Regions from separate parts of the Mus musculus genome. Here region 2 is linked to region 1. The links are chromatin contacts, called in public HiChIP or PLAC-seq maps. All regions are on one chromosome and are shown on one strand. Each heading gives the region's core, a stretch centred on a gene start, on an enhancer-like site or on the middle of the called end of the contact. The rest is flanking DNA. Distances are from core to core; before and after follow the strand shown.

Evidence for each region. HiChIP or PLAC-seq counts read pairs in DNA pulled down with a chosen protein or histone mark.
Region 2: a contact with region 1 is called in an H3K27ac HiChIP or PLAC-seq map of T-cell acute lymphoblastic leukemia, with 5 times the contacts expected there. The contact joins two enhancer-like sites. A contact is called at or near these places in 2 of 484 Hi-C or Micro-C datasets (DN3 thymocytes and cortical neurons) and 1 of 115 datasets of contacts at active chromatin or transcription factors (T-cell acute lymphoblastic leukemia).

The regions. Positions count from the first base shown.
Region 1 is chr15:95,712,147-95,718,849 of GRCm38.p6, forward strand. It overlaps the pseudogene Gm8843. Among named protein-coding and RNA genes, the nearest start is that of Gm6961, 36 kb to the right of the region's middle. Within about 2 kb of position 2,660, at least 11 of the 459 cell types and tissues checked have an H3K27ac peak or open chromatin away from gene starts, as enhancers often do. A contact at or near this core is called in T-cell acute lymphoblastic leukemia, where this site is marked.
Region 2 is chr15:96,181,817-96,188,519 of GRCm38.p6, forward strand. All of the region lies in intron 1 of Gm38469 (spidroin-2), which reads right to left. It also overlaps the pseudogene Gm4371. Among named protein-coding and RNA genes, the nearest start is that of 2610037D02Rik, 13 kb to the right of the region's middle. Within about 2 kb of position 4,270, at least 18 of the 459 cell types and tissues checked have an H3K27ac peak or open chromatin away from gene starts, as enhancers often do. A contact at or near this core is called in T-cell acute lymphoblastic leukemia, where this site is marked.

The sequences.
Region 1 (6,703 bases), core at 1,410-3,909:
GATTTTTAAAACCTGTTGAGTGCATATTACTTTTAGCTTCAGAAAATATCATGAATATTTAAGAGTTATTTAACTATTATAAATTATTTTGATGACTTAAAAATGTCAATACTGAGTTTTATATTTTAAAATAAATTTCATTAGTTTAATAAAAAATAAAAAAATAAAAAGGCATAAGATCCCCCAGGACTGGAGTTACAGGCAGTTGTGAGCTGTCATGTGGGTGCTGGGAATTGAACCCAGGTCCTATAGAAGAGCAATTAGTGTTCTCAAGTGCATAGCATTCTCTCCAGGCCCTATTTGCATATTTATTCTACCATATTGACTTTATAACTATTGACTAGCTGGGGAAAATGATAACAATAATAATTGTTCTGGATTTGTACAAATGGTACTATCTGGAAAGCACATACATCGGTCACAGGAAGGACATAGATCAAATGGTTCTGTAACTTGCCAAAGAGACAGAACCCAGTTTTAATATCTATGCTATAAATTCCACAACATGAACAACCTGTGTGAGAAGGACAATGGTGAGTTAAATAACTGAGGTTCTCTTGGTGACTCTGCGTGGCAGCGTTACTGTCTGCAAGGCACAAGCTGAATGTGACTCAGGCAGCATCCACTTGGAGGCCAATGGTTCGCGCTTTTATTCCAATACCTCCTTTCTCATCCTTCAAAGGCTATGTGCCAATCTGGCCCCAACTGCAGCAGTAACCTGGCAGTGGGTATCTCCATCCTTGGAGATTACTGGCAGCCATATATAAATACTATGAGGTATATATATATATATATATATATATATATATATATATGTGTGTGTGTGTGTGTGTGTGTATGTATATGTGTGTATATATATATATATATATATATATATATATATATATATATATATTTCTTCATCAGAAATGCAGGGATCAGTGAATCTTTTAACTTCTTCCATGTATTGGAAAGAAACCCTGAAAAATGACTCAAATGGAATTTGGTTCAAAGCTAAAGAACTTTGTCAGTAAATGCATAGTCACAGGTGTCAGATATAGTGGGACAAGAACAAGTTGGGAAACTTTGTCTCCATCCTAATAAAAATATTTTTAAATTAGAGGGACATATCTAAGTAGAAAAATGAGAACACTCACTGACTAATTACATTCCTGGAAGAGTACTGGCTCAAGCATTTATAGTGATATAAAGAACTGTCCTTACAGATTACGTTTAGTTTACAATCTCCAGAAATGGTGCACATCTTTAATCTCAGCATTCAGGAAAGAGGGACAGATTGGTCTCTGTGAGTTCCAAGTCAAGCCTGGACGACATAACAGGCTCCAGACCAGTTAGGGATCTCTAGTAAGACCTATCTTTAAAAATGGTGAAAGACGCCAGGCAGCGATGGTGCACGCCTTTAATCCCAGCACTTGGGAGGCAGAGGCAGATGGATTTCTGAGTTCGAGCCCAGCCTGGGCTACAGAGTGAGTTCCAGGACACAGAGAAACCATGTCTCGAAAGAACAACAACAACAACAACAACAACAACAACAAAATGGTGAAAGAAATAAAGAAAAAATGAAAGAAAAGAAAAGAGAGAAAGGGAAAGGAAGGAAGGACAGATGTTTGTGCACACCTATAATTTCAGTGCAAAGGTGGAGACAGAAACAGAAGGATCAAAAAAACTTGGGGACAGCCTCAGGTACATAGCAAGCCAGAGGACGGCTTAGGCTATACAACACTCTATGTCAAAACATTAAAACTAAAATAAGATACAACTTACCCTTAAACTGCACTAGCCAAATCACTGCACACATTTGTGAAAACTGATTAATTGCTGGGGTTTTTTAAAAATAACTTTAAGATACTAAATTTAAAAAGTTTAAAAACTTAACAAAATTAAATTTATATTTCTATTCTAGGAATTTATTCATTGCACACTGTGAAAATATATCAAATTATGGTGAGATTAGCACAACTTTCTCTTCCACTCCGCATGCGTGCTGTGCATATTTCCTTAGACCTTTTGATCAAAGGCATGCTGATAATATTTTCTCAGAGGAAACCAAGGGGTCTGACACAAACTGTCAACGAGAGAATAGCTTTCATTATTGAGAGGAGTAAAGTCAAATTATTCCAGAATGTAGGATGAAACATCAGTCAAATATTCACTACCTTACGAAGAAGATTGACGTTCATCCTAAATTTACCATATGTGGTATAATAGCTTCGCTTGAAACTTCTCCAAATAGAAAGGTTAATTTGAAAACGTGGTGATATAACGTTGCTTGAGGATGTGACATGAAATGCTCGTTATCTATGAGTTTAAAAGGTATGCCTCTAAACCCTGCACCAAATGCCATAATATTTTAATACATTCATATGTCAAAACAACCTGTAAAAAGCACCTGCCCCCATTAAACTAAACAAGCAACAACCACAAGGCGGAGTTCTATAAAAATAGCAGTAGAAGAGGAAGTGGAGGATTCTTGACAGGATTGTGACAGTGACACTCAACTGTGCCTTTTAACCTTCTGCTGGGGATATCACATGAAGGTGGTAGGAAATAAAAATAAGATGAGGTACAGTGATAACTTCAGAGAACTGTGAAACTATCAATGCAAGGGAGGGAGAGATGGCTCAGGCAGGAAGGGCACAAGTGTTGGAAGGGCACTGGCTGCTCTCACAGAAGACCTGGGTTCCAGCCCTTCACCCTCACGGCAGCTCAGAGCCGTCTGTATGTAACTCCAGTTCCAGGAGATCCCATGTTCTCTTTTGACCTCTTTGGGAACTTCAAGTGTGTGGTACATATACAAACATGCAGGCAAAATATTCCGACAAAAAAAATAAAATAAAGTGGAAAAAAAACTTTTTTTTTGTAATGTTAAACAGTGGATGCAAAGAAGTCATTGATAACAAATTTGGGTATTGGTCCTCTGTCTATGCCCGCCGGAGCCTGTTGGTGTTGACTGACCAGAGTCAGAATCATCCGCTCCGGACCTCAGGACCTCTGGACCTCCCCGACCCCAGCCAGTGTCCTGACCTGGAAAAACACTTCAGAATCATGTTTCTGCATCAGTTTCTGCTAGAGCCAATAACCTACCATGCCTGGAACAGGGATGGTACCCACATCGCCCTGAGCCCCAATAGTCATGAAGTGCACATCTACAAGAAGAATGGGAGTCAGTGGACGAAAGCTCGTGAGCTGAAGGAACATAACAGACACATCATAGGTATTGACTAGGCTCCTAAGAGTGATTGTAATATCACTTGCGGGGCAGACCTCGATGCCTATGTCTGGAGTCAGAAAGATGGCAGCTGGAAGCCCACCTGGTGATCCTGAGAATTAACGGTGCAGCCACTTTTGTGAATTGGTCCCCACTTGAGAACGAGTTTGCTGTGGGGAGCAGAGACCCCGATCATCTCTATTTGTTACTCAGAGTTTGAAAATGACTGGTGGGCGAGCAAGCACATGAAGAAGCCAATTCGCTCCACAGTCCTCAGCTTGGACTGGCATTCCAACAATGTTTTGTTGGCTGCAGGCTCTTGTGACTTCGAAAGAAGAGTGTCTTCTGCCTACATCAAAGAGGTGAACAAGAAGCCAGCCAACATGCCCTGGGGCAGCAAGATGCCTTTTGGTCAGCTGATGTCTGAGTTTGGTGGCAGTGGCACGGGCAGCTGGGTGCGTGGGGTCAGCTTCTCTGCCAGTGGGAGCCGCCTGGTCTGGGTCAGCCAGGTCAGTACAGCGCCCGTTGTGGATGCCTCAAAAAGCATGCAGGTTTCAACTCTAAGAGTTCCTGCGGCTGCTTAGTGTGTCATTTGTCTCAGAGAACAGCATTGTGGCTGCGGGCCATGACTGCTGCCCGATACTCTTTAACTAAAATGACCATGGCTGTTTGACCTTTGTGTCCAAACTAGAAGTCCCAAAATAGAACGTCCAGCACAATATGTCTGCTATGGAACGCTTCTGTAACATGGACAGTGGGGCCATTACCGATGACCGCAACCCAGCCTTGGAAACACTGCACCAGAACAGCATCACTCAAGTGTCTGTTTATGAAGTGGGTAAGCAAGATTGTTGCAAATTCTGTGCTACTGGCATTGATGGAGTCGTGATAATTTGGGATTTCAAGATCTTAGAGTCTTCCATCCAGGGTCTCCGGATAATGTGGAGCTGAGCGAGCCTCTGGCAGCCAGGATGAGGCACAGGACTGAGCACACTCTGCCATTCACGTGCCGGTGAGGATCGCTGGCCAAAGGAAACACTGTCACACTGAAGCAACTAGCGTGTGTTTGTGTGGATGTCATGAGGTGTGGCATTCAGAGACAGCAGTGGTTCATTTTGCTTTTTCTTTCATTTCGTTTTGTTTTGGTTTTGCTATCTCATTCCATGTTTGAACAAAGCTTCTTTTTAATTAGTTTATTATGGAAGATTGTTACACTAACTTAAAGGGGAAGGAAAATATGTACATTGTATGCTTTAAAAAAATTAAAGAAAAATCCCAAGTGTGAAAAAAGAAAAAGAAAGAAAGAAAGAAAGAAAGAAAGGAAGAAAGGAAGGAAGGAAGGAAGGAAGGAAGGAAGGAAGGAAGGAAGGAAGGAACTGGGGTATTGTCCTGTGGTATGCCTAGACTAGAGTCTTCAAATGCTAACAGACTATATAAAAAAGTTTACAAGATTGTGTAGGGTTGGGCTGGAGAGATGGCTCAATGGTTAAGAGCACTGGCTGCTCTTCCAGAGGTCCTAAGTTCAAATCCCAGCAACCACGTGGTGGCTCACAACCATCTATAACAAGATCTGACACCCTCTTCTGGTGTGTCTGAAGACAGCTACAGTGTGCTTAGATATAATAATAAATAAATCTCAAAATAAAAAAGATTGTGTAGGGTTTTGTAATGTAAATATACCATCCCTAAATCTATTTCTTTTGAGAATTTATTTATTTTTGTAATGAACTTGCTTCTTGTCATACATGATAGCTTTGTTATTGTCTGTGTGACTGATAACATTTCAGTCTTCAGAGACCGCTTTTCTGAATGGCCAACTGGTGGTGCCTGCTTTCTGCTCAAAGACTTCTTGTTTGGGGCATGGAGGCAAAGGCTGCACTGCCACCATCAGGAACGGGCAAATCCTTGTATCTCCATCCAAACCCAAATCCCCCACTCTCCTTACTAAAGATTCTACCTAGGTGAATGAAGATATACTATCAGCAACAAGGAGCAGACAAGCTCTTCAGATTTAAACTTAGATTTAAAATTAAACAGAACTGCATCCTATATATATGAAATTATAGGTTTATAGCCAAATATTTTGCAATGCCTGGTATAGCCATTATCTGTGGTAGTTGGTCTCTATTAGGTACCTAGCCATCTCCATGAAAACAGCTTTCCCTCTCCACAGCAGTCTTATACTACAATGCAAAGAAAAACATTCAAAGAACACAATAATGTATTTAATAAGGAATTCAGCTGGTGTGCCACTATCACGTGCCTTAAACTGCTGTATAAGGCCACAGATGCATAACTTCATTGTTTCATTTGCAGAAGTATTTTGGAACCACAGCAAAAATAAAGATTTTATGTTATAAAAGCATCACTCAAAACGACTGAGAAAAATGAAATACTCGGGGCTGGAGAGATCTCTCAGTGGTTGAAAGCACATATTACTCTTCCAAAGGACACAAGTTCAATTCCCAGCCCTCAGGCTGAGCAGCTCACAAGTACTGTAGCTCTAGATCCAGGGAATCCAATGCCCTTTTCTGACCTCCTCAGGCACCTGTACTCACTCGCACATAACCACACACAAACACATAGTCCTTGGTCTGTAATTATCTTTCTGGACCTTAGAAAAGTTCTTTTGTGTGTGTTTCTGTAGTCTGTACTGTGAGGAAATTGTGGGACACCATTAATTTCCCAGATCCTTCCATCCAGTTTTTAATCCATCTGCACCCCCCCTTTCAAATAGTTCAGAGCTACAGAAAATCAAAACCCTCCCTCAGGTACACCCACACAATTTCCAATTATTTTTCTCCTAGTTATGTGAACATCTGTCTTGTTGAGAATAATGAAATACCCATGACAATCAATTTGCAAAGCAAAGTAGCTTATTTGGGCTCATGGTGTTGGAGATTCCATTCCATGGTTGGTTAGAGATCACTACAGAGAAGGTCTCATACTCATTTATTATGAAACTATTAATAGTGACAGATTATAGAGCCAGCCAAGGTGTCTACTAACAGATAAATAAAGATGGGAGATAGATAGATAGATAGATAGATAGATAGATAGATAGATAGATAGATAGATAGATAGATAGATGATAGAGATAGATAGATAGATAGATAGATAGATAGATAGATAGATAGATAGATAGATAGATAGATAGATAATAGACAGATGGATAGATGAATGGCTGGATGATAGATGGATGGATATATGAATGGTTGGATGACAGATGGGTGAATAAATAGATAGGTAGATAGTTGAATTAGGGAGAGAGAGACAGAGAGAGAGAAAGACAGAGAGATGAATGGTTGGATGATAGATAGATGGACAGACAGACAGATAGACAGATACAGATTGATGGGTAGATAGATGATAAATAAATAGATGATAGATAAATTAGGTAGATGGATGGATAGATAGATAGATAGATAGATAGATAGATGATAGATAGATAGATGATAGACAGATAGATAAATAGTGTTACTCAGCCATAAAAGA
Region 2 (6,703 bases), core at 3,020-5,519, 470 kb after region 1:
TATCCGTGAGAAAGAGACACAAGGTGGAGGAGAGGGAAGTTCATTCAGGAAGACATCTCAATAAAAATCTGATCAACCTACTTGAAGATAAAATCTGATCAACTTACTCATAGAGGCCTCAACGTTACTCCTCTCTTGTTTCTGCTTAATTTACCCCCGTTCTATCTACAAACCCACCCACTTCTTATTCTGTTACAGAATTAAGTGTTGTGAATTTGAGCTTTTAAAATCAACATGTCTCAGCAAATTTCTTCATAGTTAAAGACTGTAATGGATAAACGTGTCCTTTCTTCTGCTTATTTACTTTTCAAAAAGCCATGTTAGTGGCTACATACATTTTTAAAAGGAAAAAAGAGATCCAAAAATTCTTTTTAAGACTCATAGTTTTAAAAGAGTTACCCGTGGCATCTGGGATCTGAAGGAAGCGCTGGAGAGCCCATCCCTCCATGCCTGCAGCCCTCTGATGCGGCTTATGAAACCACGGTGCCAACTGGCGCTCAGGGGCTGAGGGCTTTAATAGCTTCCACTCACTCCAAAGGCACCTCAGTTTGAAAAGGCAAGGTTTTTGCTGATGCCTCTCTCTCCCAGATCCCAATCTTTTGCTCACGATCACCAAATGCTGTACCTCTATCTCTGATAAGCATCACCTGTCAATTAAAAAGCCAATGGCCAATGAGCTGAGGCGAAAGTAGAAGGTGGGACAATGCAGGAAGAGAGGATTCTGGGTAATAGTGAGAGCTCAAAAGGGAGACTCGCCTGGGAAACTCGGGGGAGATGGAAATAAACCAACAAATAGCTGAAGTCAGGATAGAATAAGGAGAGATGTAAGCAAGAAGCTGAGAAGACGCAAAGGAAGAAGGTTGGGGACTGAGGAGAGGTAACTAACCAAGTGGTAGACATAAAATAGCTTAAGTGTTAGTTAAATAAGTTATGAGCCTGTCAGGGAATGAGCCAAGGTTTATGGCCTGGGCATTTATTAATAATTAGTCTCAGAGTCTTCATTCTGGGAGCAGGACTGGGAAAGAAAAAAATGGATTTATTTTTATTACAAAGTGCCTCCTGCAAAGAAAAGATGTGGGAGAAACAACCCAGGCAGCAGGCTGGCAGGCAGAGACTATGGCTGTCCTTCAAGGGATGGTATCACTGGGACGCTCCTTCGAATGCCATCACAGGAGTGAGCACTAAGCTGGAGGAAGAGGTGAACTGGCTGAGTGATGAGCTCGGGCTACCTGAGGTGAGTCCATGGAGGGACATGCTTGGAAAGCCTAGGAATAAACAGATGGCGCTGTCCTTGTATTTAGAGACTATTGGGTGCGAATGAGAGATGTCCTCTGTAGGCTCGTATGTTTGTACACTTGATTCCCAGTTGGTGGCAATGTTTGGGGAAGTTATGGAATTCATTAGGGGTGGGGGGCTTGCTGAGGGAAGTTTATCACTGAGGGCAGGCTTGGAGGCTGCACAGCCTGGCTACACTTCCTCTTTTCCTCTTTCTCTGCGTCTCTGTGCCTCTCTGTCTCGCTTCCTCCCTCTCTCTCTCTCTCTCTCTCTCTCTCTCTCTCCCTCCCTCCCTCCCTCCCTCCCTCCCTCCCTCCAGGCTGGCCTCTCATTCCTGTTGTCATGCCTTTTCTGCCAGAATGGACCGGATCTGATCTGGAACTATAAGGGAAAATAAACCTTTTCTCCCTGAGATGGCTAATCTTGGTTGCCAACTTAACTCCATGTGTAATTAACTAAAGCCCAGGATACTGGGCACTCTTTGAGGTATGGGTATATATATATATAATATGTGTGTGTGTGTATATAATATATATATATATATATACATATATATAATTTCAAATATGTGTGTGTGTGCATGCACTCACGTGCACGCAAGGGATTGTATTTATTTATTTACATACCAGAAGAGGGCATCAGATCCCATTACAGATGGTTATGGTCCACCATGTGGTTGCTGGGAATTGAACTGGGGACCTCTGGAAGAGCTCTTAACCACTGAGCCATTTCTCCAGCCCGTGAGGGATTTTCTTAATCAGATTATTTGAAGCAGGAAGCCCACCCTGAATCGGAGCTACACTGCTGGTGGCAGCCCACATAAAGGACACAGGAGAGGGGAACCTTGCTCTTTGTCTGCTTGCCCTTGCTCTCCTGGGCAAGCTCATCTATCCTGTTGCTGCTGGCGTTCAATCCAACTTCTTTAGGTTCTCAGCGCAGACTGAAAGCCAGCAGCTCTCCAGACACTCCAGGACTCAAGTACACGATCAGAATTACAGAGACCTCTGGTCTCCTGGAATGATGGCTACCAGATTATCAGCCCTTCTACCAAGAGAGTCAGTGTTGGACTACCATGACTGCACCCCATTTTTATATATATATATATCGTGTAGCAGGTAAGGTGAGCACCAGAGCGGTGGGAAAGCAGTATCACGAACAAAGCAGAGACACTTCTGTTTATGTTCATCTCAAGTTTTCCCCAAAAGACGTTTGGCTAAAGCCAAACGAAAAGCACTTGAGAGCATGTTAGTATGGAATGGGGTCCGCTAGAGGAGGAGAACCCACAAATGTATACTAAATACAGGTGGCTCACATAGGACAGCCTGAAGCGTGGTCCTCAACCGTTCTAATGCTGAGACCCTTTAATACAGCTCCTTATGCTGTCTGTGGTGACTCCCACCCATAAGATTATTTTTGGTGCTACTTCATAATTTTGCTCCAGTTACGCATTACAGTTTAAGTGCCTGTGTTTGTCGATAGTCTTAGTTGACCCCTGTGACGGGGTCATTGTTTGAGAACCACTGGTCTAAGTCACCCAGTAATCCGCTGCCCTCACACGAGAGAGGCTGAGAACCCAGGGGCTGGAAGGGAGAAGAAAGGACAAGCATCTATTAACTAGCAGGTCTGGAGGCTGAGATGCGAAGATTGGGAAGTCTTGTCTGTTCAGCCTCCGGTGGGAGTCCCTGTGGCTGTGACATACATAACACACGATGTAGATTGCATCATGACAGGAGAGCGTATGAGAGAGACTACACAGGAAGAAAGCCAGAGGCTGGGGGAGGGGCTCGTCGCACTCTGAGGTACTATTAGCTCAGTCCTCTGTGAACCCATAGGGGGCGCCACAAGAACTGCACTGTTCTGTGCCCGTCCTCAGGTAACCCCTAATGACCACACCACCTTCACCTAGAGCCCAGTGCAGTTTGTTTTTTGTTTTGTTGTTGTTTGTTGAGGAAGGGGCTGTGAGCTAGGCAAATGGTGCCTCACCAGTAAACTACATCCATATCTCTATAGAGCCCAGGCTTGCCCACTAATCTTTCCGCCTCTTCCTCCTGAATGCTGAGATTTACAAGTGTGCACCGCTATATTAGGGACCAAACATTCAGCACAAGAGCCCTTGGAGGACTAGTCCTATCCAAACCATATCTAGAATGTGTTAGAACGTGTTGCATAGTACAGGAAACCAGGGGAACAAAGTAGTGTTTTACTGACTGATGCTGGTTTGTTCCGGTTAATAGACTATGAGACTTAAAAGCTAATAGGCTAAGAAAGGACTAGAAAGAGAACAGTTTTTACAGTGGAAACAAACGGAAGTTTAGAAAGCAGAGTCATGTGAGTGAAAGACTTTTTCCCCCCACTTTATCCGCTTCCTCCAGCAGCCTGGGACAGCATTCAGTGCTGGACAGTCTTTCCTCCCACCCTCTTCTCCTGGCTGGCTGGCTTCTGATACAGACTCTGCTCTCTCTGGGCTTCCTGGCTTGGCCGCTTCCAATCAGCCCCCATGGGTTTAATTAGCACTTTGATGCACACAGTTCCCAAAGTGGCGTCTCCAGAGGTGACCTCTCTCTCCAGTCACATTCCTCATACCTAATTCCCTGTTAGCACCCTGCCATGCTACATCAAAAATAGAACCCATAAGCCTCTCCTCAGACCCACCTCTGTTCCTGTTCATGATAACACCGCCACTCCTAAGCTGTGTAATTTTCAGTCAGACCTCCCTTGTCTCTTTTCATTGAGTTGATTAGTCAAACCTGATTCTGCCTTACGTGTCTTTCTTCTCTTCAGGCCCAACTCCTCCCCTCAGCACCCCCTCTCCCCTCCTTCCCCTCCCTCCCAGCCCCCCCCCCCCCCCCCCCCGCCAACACACACACCATTCCATCTAGGCTACAACTGTAGTCTTTCAGTTTTTCACTTGAATCCTGTTATGGTGTGGCTGTTGGACGCCCCCCTTTGGACTGAGTGTTTGAACACCTGGTTCCCAGCTGGCAGCTGGCTTGGAGGGTTTCGGAACCTTTAGACGGTGGAGCCTCACGGGAGGAAGTGGTCCCTGGGGTGGCAGGCCTTCTGGGCTGCAGTCTGGCCCTGCTTCCAGCCAGTGTTTTTCTCTCTGCTTCCTAACTACTGGGATCTTGTAAGCAGTAGCCAGTGTTCGTTCTCTCTCTCTCTCTCTCTCTCTCTCTCTCTCTCTCACACACACACACACACACACACACACACACACACACAGTGAACAACCCTTCATCACAGGTCCTGGGAGGGATGAGAAAAATAGGAAAAACCAGAACTCACTCCGTAACTGCAAAAATGTCCCAGAAACGAATTCACTCGTTCAGTACAGAGTGAGCGACGTTGTATTGCCCAAGCACCTGACAGTGATCTGGGGTACGTGACTCAGGAATGAATGAGACAAGATCCTTACTCTGCAGAGAATAGTGACAGACAGTGAGGAGTCACCCAAGTAAATACAGGTGACAAAAAAACAACAAAAAACAAAAAAAGCAAAACAAAAAACAAAACAAAAAAACAACAAAAAAAATAAAAAATAAAAAACAAATAGCCTTTTCTGGACAAAAAAATAAAAATAAAAATAAAAAATAAAAAAATAAAAAAGTAAATACAGGTGACTCGTCCTGGAGCCTGCATGTCCAGCACTGAGGCGGCCAACGGCTGCGGAGGCGGGATGATGAGACTGTGTGTAGCAAGATCCCATCTCAGAAAGGAAATACACAAATAAATACAAATAAATCACCTTTGGAGATTGCTTTGACAGGATGATACTTTCAACTTTGAGTAGAGTTGTAAAAAGGATTAAACAACAACAACAACAATGATAGTAAGCTGAGACCTGACAGCGCTAACTAAGACTTGCTTCTTAACAGTTAAAAAAAAAATTGAGAAAGGTTAGAAAGTGGAAGAAAAATAGGCAGGGACAGCTGAGAGGCAGCCTTGATGGAGTCTAGAGAGATCAGTTTGGGGCCTAAGGAAGTGGCTTCCTGGGCAGTGTTTACCGAGCAAGCTCAAGGACCAGAGTTCAGATCCCACCCCTTACCGGCATAGAAGCCTGGTGTAACCACACTCATCTGTAACCCTGGGACTCGGAGAATAGATATAGGTGGGTCCCAAAGGCTTTCTGGCCACCAGTAGAGGCAAAGAGTAAGCTGCTGGTTCAATGAGAGATCCTACTCTTAAAAGGAAATGCTGTGCTGTTGAGATGGCTCAGGAGAGAAAATGCTTGCTGCACATGAATGTGAGCCCTAGAGTTTGAGCCGAAGAAGCCATGTCAAGCCAGATGAGGTAGTACACTTCTCGAATCTTAGCACTCCTGCGGCGAGATGGGAAGTCGATACAGGCGAACCCTTGGAAGCTCTCAAGCAAGCTAACAGCACAAGAGACCCTGTCTCAAACATGGGGTCTCAAAGTGAAGGCTGATACCTGAATTTGTGGTGTGACCCACCACATGCCCATTCCACATTCACACACATGCATGTTCTCACACACAAGAACATGCATACACATATACATCATACATAACAACACATATTAAGAGAGTAATATACCTAACTCTGACCACCTGCTATAGTGAGTACATGTATAGGCGAGTGCACACACACATATAAAAAGAAATGATCAGATGGGACCCAGTTTTGTTTCTTAAAAGACGTATACAGAAACAATAAGGAGGAAGGCTTATAAGAGACTGGGATTATAAGTTGAATCTTAGGAGCCCCTGCAGTTGTTCAAGCAAGAGATGATGGCAGTGTGAACTAGAGAGACACCAGCAAAAATGTAGAGAAGTGGTTTGGAATGTAGAAATGAGAGGCTTGATATGAGATAGGATGGAGATCATGGGTGCATCCATAGTTTGGTCCTCATAAGCCATGTAATGAGTGCCTATTAACCAAGGTTATTGTCTTAGTCAGGGTTTCTATTCCTGCACAAACATCATCACCAAGAAGCAAGTTGGGGAGGAAAGGGTTTATTCGGCTTACAATTCCATACTGCTGTTCATCACTAAAGGAAGTCAGGACTGGAACTCAGGCAGGTCAGAAAGCAGGAGCTGATGCAGAGGCCATGGAGGGATGTTCCTTGCTGGCTTGCTTCCCCTGGCTTGCTCAGCCTGCTCTCTTATAGAACCCAAGACTACCAGCCCAGAGATGGTCCCACCCACAAGGGGCCTTTCCCCCTTGATCACTAATTGAGAAAATGCCTTACAGTTGGTTCTCATAGAGGCATTTCCTCAACCGAAGCTCCTTTCTCTGTGATAACTCCAGGTGTGTCAAGTTGACACAAAACTAGCCAGTACAGTGGTGAATACTAAGAAGGTTGTGAGCTTGCAGGGCAATGTCAGGAGCATGTCAAGTTTGAGGTGTCTCATGGAATTTTATGGTTGGATAACATTTTGAGCATGTTTTTTAAAAAAAACCTTTTAAAT